Regions from separate parts of the Mus musculus genome. Here region 1 is linked to region 2. Evidence: chromatin contacts called from public Hi-C data. All regions are on one chromosome and are shown on one strand. The core of a region is the stretch at or near the end of the contact, and the rest is flanking DNA. Distances in the headings are between cores, read along the strand shown.

Region 1 (7,297 bases), core at 27-2,526, 68 kb after region 2:
AGGCGAGGATCCCTGTCTAGCTTCTCTTCTACAGGACCAGAGAGAAGTACTGGCCAGTGTAAATATCAAGGAAATAGTCAAATGGTTATTTTTACTTTTCAAATGTTAAGCAAGTGTTTGAAGATGTTAATCTAAGTATAAATGGGGGGAAAAACTTTTCTAATAGAACATTGATGAGACTGGTTTTTTTTTTTTGGTTGTGTGAACAACATTCCCACATATATATAATATGTGTACAAACTCTAGACACTGATGCTCCTAGGGTGGCATTCTCAGGTGTTGTGGGGAGGATGGGGAAGGAAGGTTAATGTCAGAGGATTAGATCAGCTCGACTCAAGTACTCCACTGCAGTCTTTGACTGACAAACATTTTGACCCAAGTGGATCGGCCTGTCAGATAAGAGATGTCAACTGTGGGATTCTTGCATTCATCCAACAACTATGTATGTGTGTTCTGATATGAGAGTCAGCTCCAGGTTCTAGAAATACAGAAATGAATTAAGGCATAAGTCTTGCTTCTAGGAGGCTGTGGTCTGAAGGAAGAAAGATCACTAAGCCCAGGAAGACAGTCCAACATGACAAACTCTGAGACAAAAATGCCTTGTGGAGGAAAGGGCCTAGGGCACAGATTATATAACAGTATAATAATAAAAAAAAAAGAGGTCACTTCAAATGAAGTTGTATACTTTAGAGCCTTCGTTCTTTCCCTCTTTCAAATAGGTCACAAGGAATAAGCCTAGCAAACTGTGAGGATTAAATGATGCAGATGATGCTCGGTGAGTTGCTTTAAAAAAGACAGCAGAAGGAAAAGCGGAGCTCAGTCCCCAGGGCAGTGTGCAGCTCTGCTGACCCGAGCGCTTAAATCTTTTTTCATAGAGTTTGTCTTTCCAGTGGGAAGATTTGTTAGAGTCCGTCAAAGGAACTCAGCTAGAGACCGTTTCCACTGAATCAGAACTGACCTATCCCTAGGACTCTGCTTTATGGCTCTTCATTACAGACAGCAGGCTTGTGCAGGTAATTGGGAGTCAGGACAGCATCCCCCTAGGGACAATGGCAAGGCCATTCAGTGGCCTCCCAGTTCAGCTTGAATTCCTGAAGGCAGAGCTGCTCCTGGTTTAATCAAAGGCTTCATGCACACCTTGCACTTCTCTTCTTTATCTCTGATTTTTTTCCTTCCAGGCTCAGGAAGTTTGACTTCTCATCTTCCTTCAAGGGCTTAAATTGGAGGCCAGGAAACCATGAGAAACAGTGGTGCCTTCTGCCATCTGCTGGCTCCTTCTTGTCACCAGCCCAAAGTTGGCTTAGCAAAGATTCCAAGGGATGAGAGGCGACACTGTCAGAGGAGGTGTGAGGCAGATGATGACCCTGCTTTACCACAAAGCCTACTGAAGCTGGTAGTGTGGTACTCCATAAGCTTGTTTTAGGGAAAACACAATTGTGTTTCTTTCAGATTTTATTCTTACATCATTACCACATCAGACTCATCAAGGAAAGTCACATTCTTTATGGATCCATTTGAAGGCAACAACAGAAGTCAATGCTAAAGATGACAGAAGCAAGGGTAGGGAGTGAGAAGGAGAAAGAGGCCAGGAGAAACATGTTTCAGTGGATGCCAGTAGTCTTTAATTGGTTCAGGAAACACTTTTTTCCCAAAGGATCTGTTATTTGCAAGATTCTGACCCAAATATCTGGGACACAAAAACAGGTAATATTGCCTCCCTTGACTATGACAATGCATTGGGAAGCATTCAAATAAATGGAGAATTAAACAGAGACCTGCAGGTATTCTCATGCTATAGTTAGTCCAGCATATCCATGGGTTTTAGGATGTAGTCAATCGTGGCTAGAAAACAGTTGGGGAAATATGTATCTGTAACAAATATGTACAGACTATATTTTCTTACTGTGCCTTAAAGAATGGAGTATAGTAACTGTGTACCTAAATTTGCGTTGCATTTTATATAATACATAAGCCCTAAAATGATTGGAGTTACACAGGAGGAGCTGTGGAGATTACATGTCAATACTAAGCCATTTCATAAAAGGGACCTAAGCACCCACATCTTTGGGGTTTGGAATGGGATGGGTGTTTCTGGAATTGAGCTCTTGGGAACAGCAAAAACAATTGTTCTACATAAAGAACTGTGAGGGAGCACAGAGGAGAGGCGGCCATCAGTGTGGCACTGCGGTGCCAGAGAGGATCCCTGGAAAAGGTGATCCAAGATGATATTAGAATAGAGCCTTGTACTAGAGGCAGCAGTGGGAAAGGCTGCCAGTTCCAGGAATGTCACTACTGCCCAAGCAGCAGAGATCTCCCACTAAGCAGAAAACAGCTGTTAAAGCTTTAGATATTAGACAAAATTCCCTTGGCTGTGTAGGGATGCCAATGGGACCAGGAGAAGCAGGCCCAACCAAGTAGAGAGGCTGCATACAATGCTCTGGAGATGGGTGAGCAAGCCTGCTAGGATAGGTCTCTTGTCCTGGAAGGAAGGTGTCTTTAACCAGTCCTCGTGTTGGACATGGACAACCTCTTCCTTACAAGCATATGGCTACTCACAAAGTCAGAAATGTATATGCTGCATCCTCCAAATTCACCTGAAATGTCAATGTAACTTCACGAATGGTAGATGTTCAACCTTAACTACACCAGCACCAGTACTACTTGGAATCACAAATACAGTCACCAAACGTAAGATGGTTCTGAAAATTGTGGTATAGCTTGCTAGATGAACAATTCAGCAGTACATGGGAAGTTGTAATTCTAGAAGCCACAGTGAATGGTAAAAGCTTCTAAAAATCTATATTCAAATCAATATGAAAAATGTTCAGATGGGGGCTGGGAAGAGAGCTCAGCTCGTAGATTGCTTGCCGTGGAGGGATACGGACCTGAGTTTGGAGCCTCAGAACCAATGTAAAACCTTGGTGAAGAAACAGTATGTGTCTGTAAGTGCATCGTTAGAGTAGAGGTAGGGGTAGAGACAGGCAGAGAGCCCTGGAAGTACCCTGGTAAATAGAGAACAACCGAGAAAGGCATCTGCCATTGACCTCTGGCTTCTGCATGCATGTGATGGTGGGTAACCACCCCCCCCAACACATACATGCACACCATTCACTCATCCACATACACAATATAGACATATTGTGTGTACACATATATACACATACATACACGTGGATAGAAAATACTGAACTACTAGCAATGGCACTTTTCTTCTTCTATCTATGTTTTATAGAGCTTTCTTATACTGCTTATATAATGCTTGAATCTAAAGAAGCCTAAACTTGAAATGTGTGTCCTGATCAAGGCAGAGACAGGAAATGCCCTAGATAAATGACACTGTTTATGTGTTTGTTTCTACCATTGCGGGTTCCCTTTTCTTCCTGATTGTATTCTGGTTTGTGTGGTATATTCATTTCACTTGTTAAAGCCCCCTTCAGTCTTTCTCTTGGCCATCGCTGCCCCCTTGCTCCCTTGATCTGTGGGATGTATTGTGATGTCTGCCCACTAATTTTTGCTGTGACTGGGGCTGGTGTCTGGTTGGTGATTCACGTTTGTTCCGAAGCCGAACATCTGTGCTGGTTGCTTTGAAACAGTGCCCCAGGGAATGTGAAAGGCCCTTTGTCTCACTGAAACTTCTTCTCTACAACTGAGACCTCTTCCTGGCTTCTTCTGATTTCCAGCAAGCTACCTCCCTTTTGAGTTCAGGCTATGGGGTTACAGGGTAAAGGAGAAAAAGAAAAGAAAACCAAAGAGGAAAGAGTTTGTGTGGGGAGGGATCTAGTGTCAGCTCATATGGGCCCACGTGCTTCGTAAGTGTGGCAGAGCACCCTTCCCCCAGTCTCACTTTCTTCTGCTACTGTTTTGTGAATGTAGCCTCTGCACACAGGAAGGCTGATAGCAGAAAGACAAATGAGCCCTACTAGAAAACTCATGGAAAAAAGTCTTAAGGGTTTTGCATACTTGGCCAGATGCTGATGTAAGTCCAGAGAGCATTGATAGTCATAACAGTGAGTGGCATCACATGAGCACTGACCAAAGCACTCAAGCTACAGACTGCCTGGCATCCCAAACACTCACCTTTTGGTCTTGCCAAACTTGCTGGAGTTTAAGACGTTGGCTGTATGGCCACTCTTTAAAGTATTCTGCTGGTTTACTATGGAAAGGCTATGAACATGTACACCAAAATGAATAATAATGATACCGTTTTACATGGAATTTAGAAGTTCACTTGTAGGCTTTGGCTGACCCCAGTTTCACCATTTAAGAACCTGCCCTCTTTGCCATTAAGAAGAATTCAGAAGGTTGGAGAGATGGCTCAGTGCTTAAGAGTGCCAGCTACCCTTTCAAAGGTCCCAAGTTTGATTCCCAGCACCCACAAGGTAGCTTTTACCCATCTGTAACTCTGCTCTCTTCTGGCCTCCAGGGGAAGGGCCATGCATGTAATGCAATACATATGAACAGGCTAATACACATACAAATAAATAATATACATATGTATAATATATCTATATATACACACACAGACATAATAAGTATATATGAAGAGTTCACAGAAAGAATCAGGACATAAAAGGTTTGCATGTCACCAAGAATCCTTCTTTACAAAGTAACTGTTTAGCTTCTCAGCAGCTAGTAGAGATGTCACTCAAGGCAGGTGTGCAATGTGCTTCATTATACTTCCACTTGTTCTGAAGTACAGGCCAGGAAGGCTGGCAAGAATGTGAATCCAAAGGATTACACACCTGCCTGAGGCATTGGGAAGGTGCCCGTCCCAGACCACTGGGCTTCTGAGAAGATCCGTCTATGGAGCACATAGTAAGTGGCTGCAGCACCTGCTTGGCCCTTTGCCTAGGGCTCCTCATGTGCAGCTTTCTATCAGCCTTTGTATGGAGTCTGAAAGCAGCTTTGATCAACAGTCTCTAGGGTGGCACCATACTCCCTCATCTGGTTCCAAGGGAAGCCAGAGTTCAAGGCAGTCTGCTGCCTCCTTCTGGCTTTTTCAAGAAGGTACTTTGTGTCCCTGGAGAATCATTCAGGAGTGGCCATAGACTGACTCTTACATACCAAAAACAACTTTTGATAGAAAAGAAATGGCATTCCATTACCCAGTATGCCATTGTGTAACTGAGAGTGAAAACGGCTGTAAAGTTATGGAGTGGGAAAAGGCGCCTTCCAGTGTTCCATCAGCAACTAGCTTAGCTCTCCCTCATCCGTGGTCTTTGTATGCTTTCTGCTGCCCATCATCAAAGATGGCTCAACACTATGCAATGGAAAAGTCTAGAAATAAACAGTTCATGAGTTTTAAATAGCATTTATCACAGTATTTCTCATCTCAATAAATTTGTGTGTGTGTGTGTGTGTGTGTGTGTGTGTGTGTGTGCATGTGTACACATGCTTGTGCAAGACAGAGCTCCACATTAAATGGCTTCCTTAAGAACTCTCTGCTTTATTTCTCAGCACCAGGTCTATCTGCAAACCTGGGCTTCACCGATGTGTGTTGACGAGCTGGCCAGTGAGCTTTCGGGACTTGCTTCAGTACTTCCGGTGCTGGAATTACAGCTGTGACCCTGCACTTACTTTTTCACAGAGGTGCTTCAGCTCCAGAGTCTGATCTCTGTGTTTTCACATAAAGAATGTATATCCACAGGGCTATGTCTCCATTTCTCCAGTATAGTTAAGAATTGTCTTGGTCATAGTTGATGTGAATCTCTTGCTGCGACTGATTTGCAAACTTTATCACCAGTGTGTCTATATAGGAAGAAACAGCATGCATGGAGCTGCTAGCATCTGTTTTGTTTGTTTGTTTGTTTTCAGACAGCTGCTTAGGGTCTTAGGATGTATCCCCTTCATCTCAATGAGTTCAGGGAAACCAGCATGTTTCCTTAAACAAGATATTGATGTTTGGTTTTCTCTGTCTTATTTACCTCCAATGTAATGGAATCATATTATAAAGCTTGCAGTGTGTGTGTGGCTTAATGAAATTATATACCAGAAAGTACCTTGTAAATTTAAGAAGTATAAGCAAAAGCAACATACACAGAGAGGGAGAGAGACAGAGAGACAGAGAGAGACAGACAGAGGGACAGAGAGACAGAGACAGAGAGAGACAGAGAGAGACAGAGAGAGACAGAGAGAGCAGATTAGGATTTCTCAGAGGATCATGGCATCTGGATAAACATAAAGGAAACTGAACTAGATAAAAGACCATCCCCGCTCCCCATACCTCTCCCACAGTCTCTCAGCAGTGAGAGACAGCAGGGGGCAGTGTGTGCCTGAGAGAAACTGAGCAAGGTGGGCTCTGTCTATTTGAAGCTAAGTGGAGCTGTGCATCTGGGAAGAAAAACATCTGAGATGATTAAAGCAAACTGGGGAAAGACACACTGCTCTACAGTGCTAGCAAGCTGGGGCAGAAACAAGACACAAAAAACACATAGCTCTTGTTTATGTTCAAGATACCAAACTTCTAAAATAGCACTGGGCTTGAAGGTTCCTTCCTGGGTAAGGGGCACTGATCAGAATCTCCCTGCCCTCGGCTGTGACAGCCTGTGATGGGATTCTTCTCAGCTCAGCAGCCTGGGACAGTAATTTGGTGTTATCAGATTAATTAAGTAATTTATGTGGCTAAATTTACATATGAATATTAAATATCAGGCTGGGCTTCTCTAATCAGACAGCCAGTGTTTTCAGGGTAACACTTTGTTCCCAAAACATTCAGAAATATGCAAATTGGATTCTTTAATGAGGCTGATATTTATGTAAGGGAGAAGTCTTCCAGCTAGGAAGACGCCTTCCCATGATATTTTTGTCTGACACCTAAAGCTATGCTAGATGCTTCCCTCTGGAGCTGCTCATTATCAACAACATTATTTATTTATTTATTTTCCGCTTTCCATTCTGACTCTGTGACAGTCGGTCTGGCTGTGGCGAGGTCATAAGATCTGCCCTCTGGTCCAAATTCTGGGTTGCTATTTATTAATAGTAAACCTGGGTAATGAGTAGAGTATGCGGAACTTGGTTTTCTATGGACAGAACAGGAGGGACTGAAACCAAGAGCTACAGACTAAAAAACTCTCTGCAAAGCTTTGCAGGGTGAGCCTGGCACACAGTGCCTGCCACCTGTAAGTTCTCCATATAGGTGAACTGTCCTGTGCAGTTCTCAACTGACCAGACTCTCCTGTTTTTCCTTCTAAGCTTTGATGTGGAAAATGGCCCTTCTCCAGGTCGGAGCCCACTGGACCCTCAAGCCGGCTCTTCGTCGGGACTGGTACTTCATGCCGCCTTTCCTGGGCACAGCCAG
Region 2 (7,046 bases), core at 3,606-6,105:
GACACTTAACTCCAGCTTCTTTTGCCCACACCATGCATCTCCTCTTCCAGGCTTTCATGCCTGCACTTAGTTGCAGCTTCTGATCAAAGTCCTGCTTTTTCCTGTCTTTCAATGGATCTGCTGGACCCTTCATCCCTATCCTGGACTTTCCCTTCCATCCCAGGTATCCTATTTTTACCTCCTGTCTTCCTGTACAAGAGTCCTTCCTAAACCTGGATGCTCCCCGATTCAGATATCATCTCTTGAACCTCTGACACAGTTGTTGGCTATGAGGTCTCCTGGCCCTGCTTCATGTTATTCTTAAATATATTTGTGGCAGCTGTTCCCATCCCCGTGTCCTGAATTGCTCCAGAACCTCATGATTTTTTTTTGTTTGGTTTGGTTTTAATATCTTTGTTCCCCACAGGTGATAGATTATCATTTGTGTACCCATCTTTATCCTCAGTTGGCCAGCTACCGTGCGAGCCTCCCAGGATACAAAGATCAATTAGACAAGCCTCTCTGTTTCTCTGAAACAGCACAGGCTTGTGGGGAAGGCAAATAAGCAAGCTGTAGGTGTCCATTAGAATTTGGAGACTGAGTTAATTCCTGATGGAGAGGTGTAGTCTCTCCCGGTCAGCATTCCCCCCACCCCCACACCTAAACACTCCTACCAGCAGACCTCATTAGCCAGACAGTGGCTTTCAGGGTGCTGAGAGTTCTGTCCTCACAAGACTTGTGGGGGAGGGAGCAGCGTATGTGGCGTGATGTGAGGAGCATGAAGGAGGGCAGTGGATCCAAAAATAGCTCAGTTGCTAAGATGCCGGATGCATGCCATGCTGGTAATTCATTATTTGGGTTTAGAATTAACCTATCAGAAAATGCATCTGGAAGAAATGTCAGATACCTGTGCTAAGGACTCTTTCAAAATCCCTTCTCTGCTTCCTTTTTGTCTGCTTTCTTTTTTTCCTCCTTTAAGACTTAGCTACACTGATCTCCCTTGCAGATTAAGGTGGTAGGGGTTTCTCCTCAGGTCCCATAGCATCCTGTACCTGACACATTTTGGGTTTTCATCCTTTCTTGCTTTTCTGCTTACTGTTTGACACTAGACTGACGTCCCACAGAAAACATCTTTTCCTCTTTATGGTCTCAACATGTGCCACAGTACCACTTAGTAAGATGTTCTTGATGGGTTTATGGGTGGATCCAAGTAGTTCTGTATGACATAGATCTGCCATTGCCCTTCTGCTCCTATAGAATGAGCTCTGAGCACAAGTGAGGGACAACTTGGAGAAAGAACTGATAAGTAGATAAAGAGTGTAAGATAAGGGGCCTCAGAGAAGCCATGATGTCCCTGGGGTTGTTCTAGACTCTGCTCTTTGTTGCCATCTACTTGTTTCTTTGGTCCATAAGATAGTTCTTGAATTAAGCATGCTTTTCTGCTCATTTTGTGTCTATAGCATGCAAGCTGCAGTGCCCAGCAACTGGCAGGAAGTCTGTCAAGTCTAAAGGATGCTCCGCATGCTTTATTTCTAAAGGAAAAAGGATTCTGCCTGTCTTTCCTTCTGTGTGATGAAAACACAGACTCCTTCCCCTTCCTTCTCTTCCTATTCTTCTCCTTCCCCTGCCTCTCCTATCTCTGCCTCACCTCCCCCGCCTCTCTTCTCCCTGCCTCTCCCCCTCTCTACTCTACATCCCCTGTCTCTCCTCCCTTCACATCTCTCCTTACCCCCAACCTCTCCTCATCCCACCATCTCTCTTTCTCTCCTCCCATCCACCCTCTCTGCCTCTCCTCCTCCCATCCCGCCCCGTCTCTCCTTCCCAGCCACTACTCTTTCCTCTTAGCTTTAATGAAGAAGTGAGTAAATGCAGCTAAAAAGTGTCCCACCTCCCCACTTAGTCCTGGTCACAAAGGAAAACACAGATATTTACTCCAGTTTCAGGGCTAGAGTTTGTGAGATGCACCCAGACCTGGACTAAAATCAAGACAGAAGCCAAGGAAACACTGGCACCCAGTATGGTCAATGTTGCTTTCTCTTGCTGAGGAGCTCTGTCTCTTTGGATGCCTCTGTTCTCCACAGAGTTGCTCTGCTTCCCCTTGCTCTGCCTGTCCTCCATGTCGCTTCTACTTTACGCTCATGCTCACTTTGTGCCTCCTCACCATTTCACATGATCCATCATGGCCACTCCCAATTTCTACTATTTCAGGCCATTTCAACAGTAAGCATATTTGTTTCCACACAGATAGCTCATGGACAACTAATTTTAATATTCCTACAAATATTTTTTAAAACTAATTTAGAGTTGGACAACAGATCCATTAATTGGCCTTAATATAACCAATAGCTAATCACATGACAGCCTATCCATTGTCACCAGTAGATGTACGTGTGTGTGCGCGCGCACATGGATACACATGTACAAAATTTACAAGATGCCAAGGAACCATGGCATCTCAGTACAATTTTTGGCTGCTAATACAAAATATGTCTCTGATAAAATATAATGAAAAGTAGGTTATTTTGTCTAAAGGTTCTGACCCAAATCTGGTAAAGTTTTCTTGATGCTGATAGTCTTGAAGCTTTAATGCCTTAAGAGCCTCAAGACCCATCATTGCCTTTGACAGAGGAGCGTTTGCTCCACCCTTCCAGCAGAACTAACAAACAGCATCTGCATTTTCATCTGGCTTCAGATTTCATCAGAATGAGTGAGTGAAAGGAACAGAAATGTGTGAGCTCATTGGGATACCAACAATTTCTTCACTTTTCAAACTCAATCGCTATTATTGTGGAAGACAATGAAAGTATTATAAGCGGAACTCAAATGAGAAGCCATCAGGACATGTATGGTGTCATCATAAACATTTGAGATGGGGACATGATAGAATGCTTTGTGAGATGCAGTTTGAGAAAGACCAGAGTGAGTATTCACTTAGTTCATGGTATTAAACACCTGGTCCTTATACAGCCATTGAAATAGACAATGCATATTTATTTTGTTTAGTATATGCTCAGTTCCTAAGCTGTCACTGCATCTCTCTTCTGATTTCATGTTTTTTGTCACTGTCTCAGTTTTCAGTACTCTCCTCAGATACTACATCTCTCATGAAATAAACCCCACACCTCTCCCCCTACTTACAATAAAGCCCACAAACTGTGCCTATTCACCATCTCCATTTTTTAACCCAATTTTCATGCTCATAGCTCCACTGACATTGCTTCTTTTGTCAAGATTATTGGGACCAACTATCTTGTCTATTCTGTTGTACCTCCTCAAACATTTCCCTCTCCTTAGCTTCAGACAGTCTGCCCCACTGATTTCTCACTAGTACCAGTGGATGCTCATCTTCCAGACATATAGGGTCCACAATTCCTTTCCTGTCTCTCTCCTCTCACATAAACTGAACTCTGGCCTTTAAGCTTGTCTGGCAGCCAGTGGCTGCCAGAATCTTATCTTCAATCTTATTCTTTCCCTTCAGCTCCAAATCTGTGACCATAGCAGCATCTTCCCTTTGTGGACCAGGACCTCAAACTCATAAGCCAGGAGCAGGACCTGAGGGGACTCTGCTGTAAAGTAGGAGTCCACTTATCACATGGGGCTCAGCTCTTACCCTCAGGCTAGGCATTTCAGTCAGTGAGTTCGCTCAGGCCTTACCTTGCACATACACCTGGAATTTGACTTCTGTTACCACGCTGCCACTGCTCACCAAGGCAAAGCACCATTAACACCTAGCTTGTCTTCAGAAATATTCACTGACTGGATGGTTCACCTTTGTCCTATCTTCTTCAGTCATTTCTCCAGAGTGATTATTTTAAAAACCAAACCATTCAATGGGCCTCATTCATGCTCTAATGAAAGATAAGGTTTGTTTTGTTTTGTTTTGTTTTCTAGAACCTATTCTTAGAATTTTGTACTTTCCTCTGTAAAATTACAAAGATGAGAAGAGAAAACATGAACTTTCAAGCTGTTTTGGTCAATCCCCTGATAAAGTGCCAAGGTTATCAGTGACTGCAAGGACCCTGCCTTGTGTCCCAAACCCTATCATACTTGCATAATGTCACCTTTGCCACCATACAGATTGCTTTAGAGACTCCTGCATACTTTGTATCTTGCCTGATACACACTTAAAATTACTTTTGGGGAACTTAGGCCCAACATCTTATTTGATTATTGCCTTCCTGAATTAGATACCTATAGTTGATTCATAGTGCTTTAGGTACTATAGCAGGTACCTATAGTACTTATAGTCGTTATCTCAGTCATTAATAACCACCACCCTTCCCCCTGGTAAGAGGTCTCACTTGCTCATCGAAACACTGCAGGTTTTTTTTTCTTTTCTTTTTATTACGTATTTTCCTCAATTACATTTTCAATGCTATCCCAAAAGTCCCCCACACCCTCACCCCCCCACTCCCCTACCCACCCATTCCCATTTTTGGCCCTGGCGTTCCCCTGTACTGGGGCATATAAAGTTTGCGTGTCCAATGGGCCTCTCTTTCCAGTGATGGCCGACTAGGCCATCTTTTGATACATATGCAGCTAGAGTCAAGAGCTCCGGGGTACTAGTTAGTTCATAATGTTGCACCTACAGGGTTGCAGATCTCTTTAGCTCCTTGGATACTTTCTCTAGCTCCTCCATTGGGGGCCCTGTGATCCATCCAATAGTTGACTGTGAGCATCCACTTCTGTGTTTGCTAGGCAACACTGCAGGTTTTAACAGGGACTTTGAAATTGCCACCTGCTGTCTAGAAGACTTGACATGCTCATTGCCAACAATGAGCAAATGAAGGCTGCCACATGGGACTTTTACAATAAAGACTAAAGCAGGGAAGAGCCCTTCCTTCTCATCATGAGGCTGAGGCACAGAGCATGACTGTGTCCCTGTGTGAAAGAGCTTGACTAACAGGCTTGCTTGACATATAGAGACTAGAGACAGCGCAGATATAGGGACCAAGAACTGTTGAATCTTTCTATTCAGTATTGCTTGAGGTTGGCACTGTGTCTACCCTTTCATTTATTACAATAGCTCCATTATAGGGCCCAATAGTTCCTCTGTTTTACTTGTGCCCATTTTAATTAGTTTCTCGGCACTCACAAATTCAAGATCTTTAAATAGTGCAGTATATTATATCCTCGCTTTACGGTTGCAAACCTCAAAGCCCAGGAAATTAAATTACCTGTTACCGATTAAGAAACTAAATGAGATTTGAATTCAGGTCTGTGTAGTTCCCTTTCTGCTCCACTGAGTTGCCATTATTTTATTTAGTACTCAGTAAGTAGAGTTAAACATATGACACAATTTACTTAGTGTCATCTTTAATGGGGACAAGCCTCTAATATATCCACAAAACTGGGAAAAGGTTCTAGCTGTCCAAGCAGCCTCACACAGGTCTCTGAACAAGTTTCTTTATTTGTAAAATGGCCAGGTTTGAGTCAATAGCCACTGATGGTCTTGTCTTTACAGGAAAGTTTTCTAACGTCAAATTGATTCTTAGTACCTCTGAAGATCCAATTATACCGACTGTGCCTCTAGGATTTATTTAAATATGAAAACAAAGCACATCAGGAGGGGGTGCCTGTGTCAGACTTCATGATGAGCCAAGTTGGCTTGTGGCCCTCCAGCAGCACGCAGAGCAGCTCTGTTTCAACTCCGGGATGTTATTGTTTCCAGATCACAGTCTCATCCTAAAGGACACACACACTGTCAGGCAGGAATTAAAAAATATTCTCAAGCAACCTTTTGGAAGATGAAAAGGTGGCTCTTTTCCCTTCTGAAATTACAGTATACTCTCCTAAGTCTTGGAAACTCATCATTCAGAGAGGTTATTATAAGTGCCTCGCTCTTGCTTTCACACTGAGTACAGAACAATTTGTACAGCAGATCAAGGCGTGAATTGATGACAGGTTTGAACCCAGAACCAGTGCCAATTAATAGCTATGGTTATGCAAATCTAAAAACCAGGACATACATGGACACGCACACACACATGCACAAGTGCACACACACATGTACATAAATTCATCCACGTAGAGTATCCCCCAACATGCATGTACACATACACACACACAGTATGGGCTTTTTCTTTCTGTTGGAATATGTTCTTAGACTGAATGCAGGAAACTATCCCTGGTGGGAGCTTTTGGAGACTCGCCCAAGTCTAAAATATCAGGATACTGTTTCTAAGTGATTATCTGGTTGAACACTCAATTCTTTGAATAAGAAATCAATTCATCCTTTTAGAGATTCTTTTTCTGCAGAAGTTCTAATATTTTGAAGTTCTTATTTCGATGGTCTTTTGCTATTCACAAGGTATTTTCACATAAATTACCCATTTTCCCTCCAAAGCTACAGAGGTTGTGCTGTAACTACTATGTACATTCGGCTTCCTTGCTTACAGCGTCACATGACTCTGTGACCATTTGCATAAATGACCCTTCGGTTCAGTGACTTAGCCTTGTTCTAAAGATCAGCCACTTATCCACTGCTCTACCACCCAGACTTCTGGCAGTGTAAAAGCATCAGTAATTTATGGGTAAACACATCTAGGCTAGACTCTCAAATTCACTAGCTTTGTGACCATAAGCACATGACTTAATCTTTTGGATATCTGATTCCATTGTCTTTGAAACAAAGTTGATGGCAACAAAATTGTAAATGTGTTACAGTCTATGAGAATCTGCATAAACCCTGTGGTACTTAGCAATGCCCATATCACACTCCTTCATGGCAGGCACTCATCAAAGGACTCATCTTAAGCCAAGTGTTCTTGACTGATAAAGATGTGCCCTGATCATAGCTGGTTCGTGAGTGTCTCTGGACTGTCCGAATATTCAGTGAAAGTTTTGAGTGTGAGGTCATCCCAGGGATGTTTTGTGGGTTTTCTGCCTCTTGATTGACTTTATCCATATTGGAAAAATAACACTCAGGGACAAGCTTGCAATTTTACAGGGATGTTGGGTGCTGAGGGGTTGTGTGCTTGCCTACTTTGATTTTTGCCATTCTGGTACCCTGTGATCTCCTTGTCTAACACACACACACACACACACACACACACACACACACTGAA

What was found. A called contact is a pair of places that touch in the nucleus more often than the background predicts.
Region 1: a Hi-C map of forebrain shows a contact between it and region 2, with 3 times the contacts expected there. The contact joins two enhancer-like sites. A contact is called at or near these places in 8 of 484 Hi-C or Micro-C datasets (the N1E-115 cell line, astrocytes, brain and 4 more) and 1 of 115 datasets of contacts at active chromatin or transcription factors (neural progenitor cells).

Annotation. Positions count from the first base shown.
Region 1 is chr4:102,480,020-102,487,316 of GRCm38.p6, forward strand. It overlaps Pde4b (phosphodiesterase 4B, cAMP specific), which reads left to right. Exons shown (of 15, transcript NM_019840.2): 2 at 7,192-7,297. Among named protein-coding and RNA genes, the nearest start is that of Gm52668, 32 kb to the right of the region's middle. Within about 2 kb of position 1,277, at least 14 of the 459 cell types and tissues checked have an H3K27ac peak or open chromatin away from gene starts, as enhancers often do. A contact at or near this core is called in cerebral cortex, cortical glia and forebrain, where this site is marked.
Region 2 is chr4:102,408,421-102,415,466 of GRCm38.p6, forward strand. The region is part of intron 1 of Pde4b (phosphodiesterase 4B, cAMP specific); the gene reads left to right. Among named protein-coding and RNA genes, the nearest start is that of Gm52669, 64 kb to the left of the region's middle. Within about 2 kb of position 4,856, at least 30 of the 459 cell types and tissues checked have an H3K27ac peak or open chromatin away from gene starts, as enhancers often do. A contact at or near this core is called in cerebral cortex, cortical glia and forebrain, where this site is marked.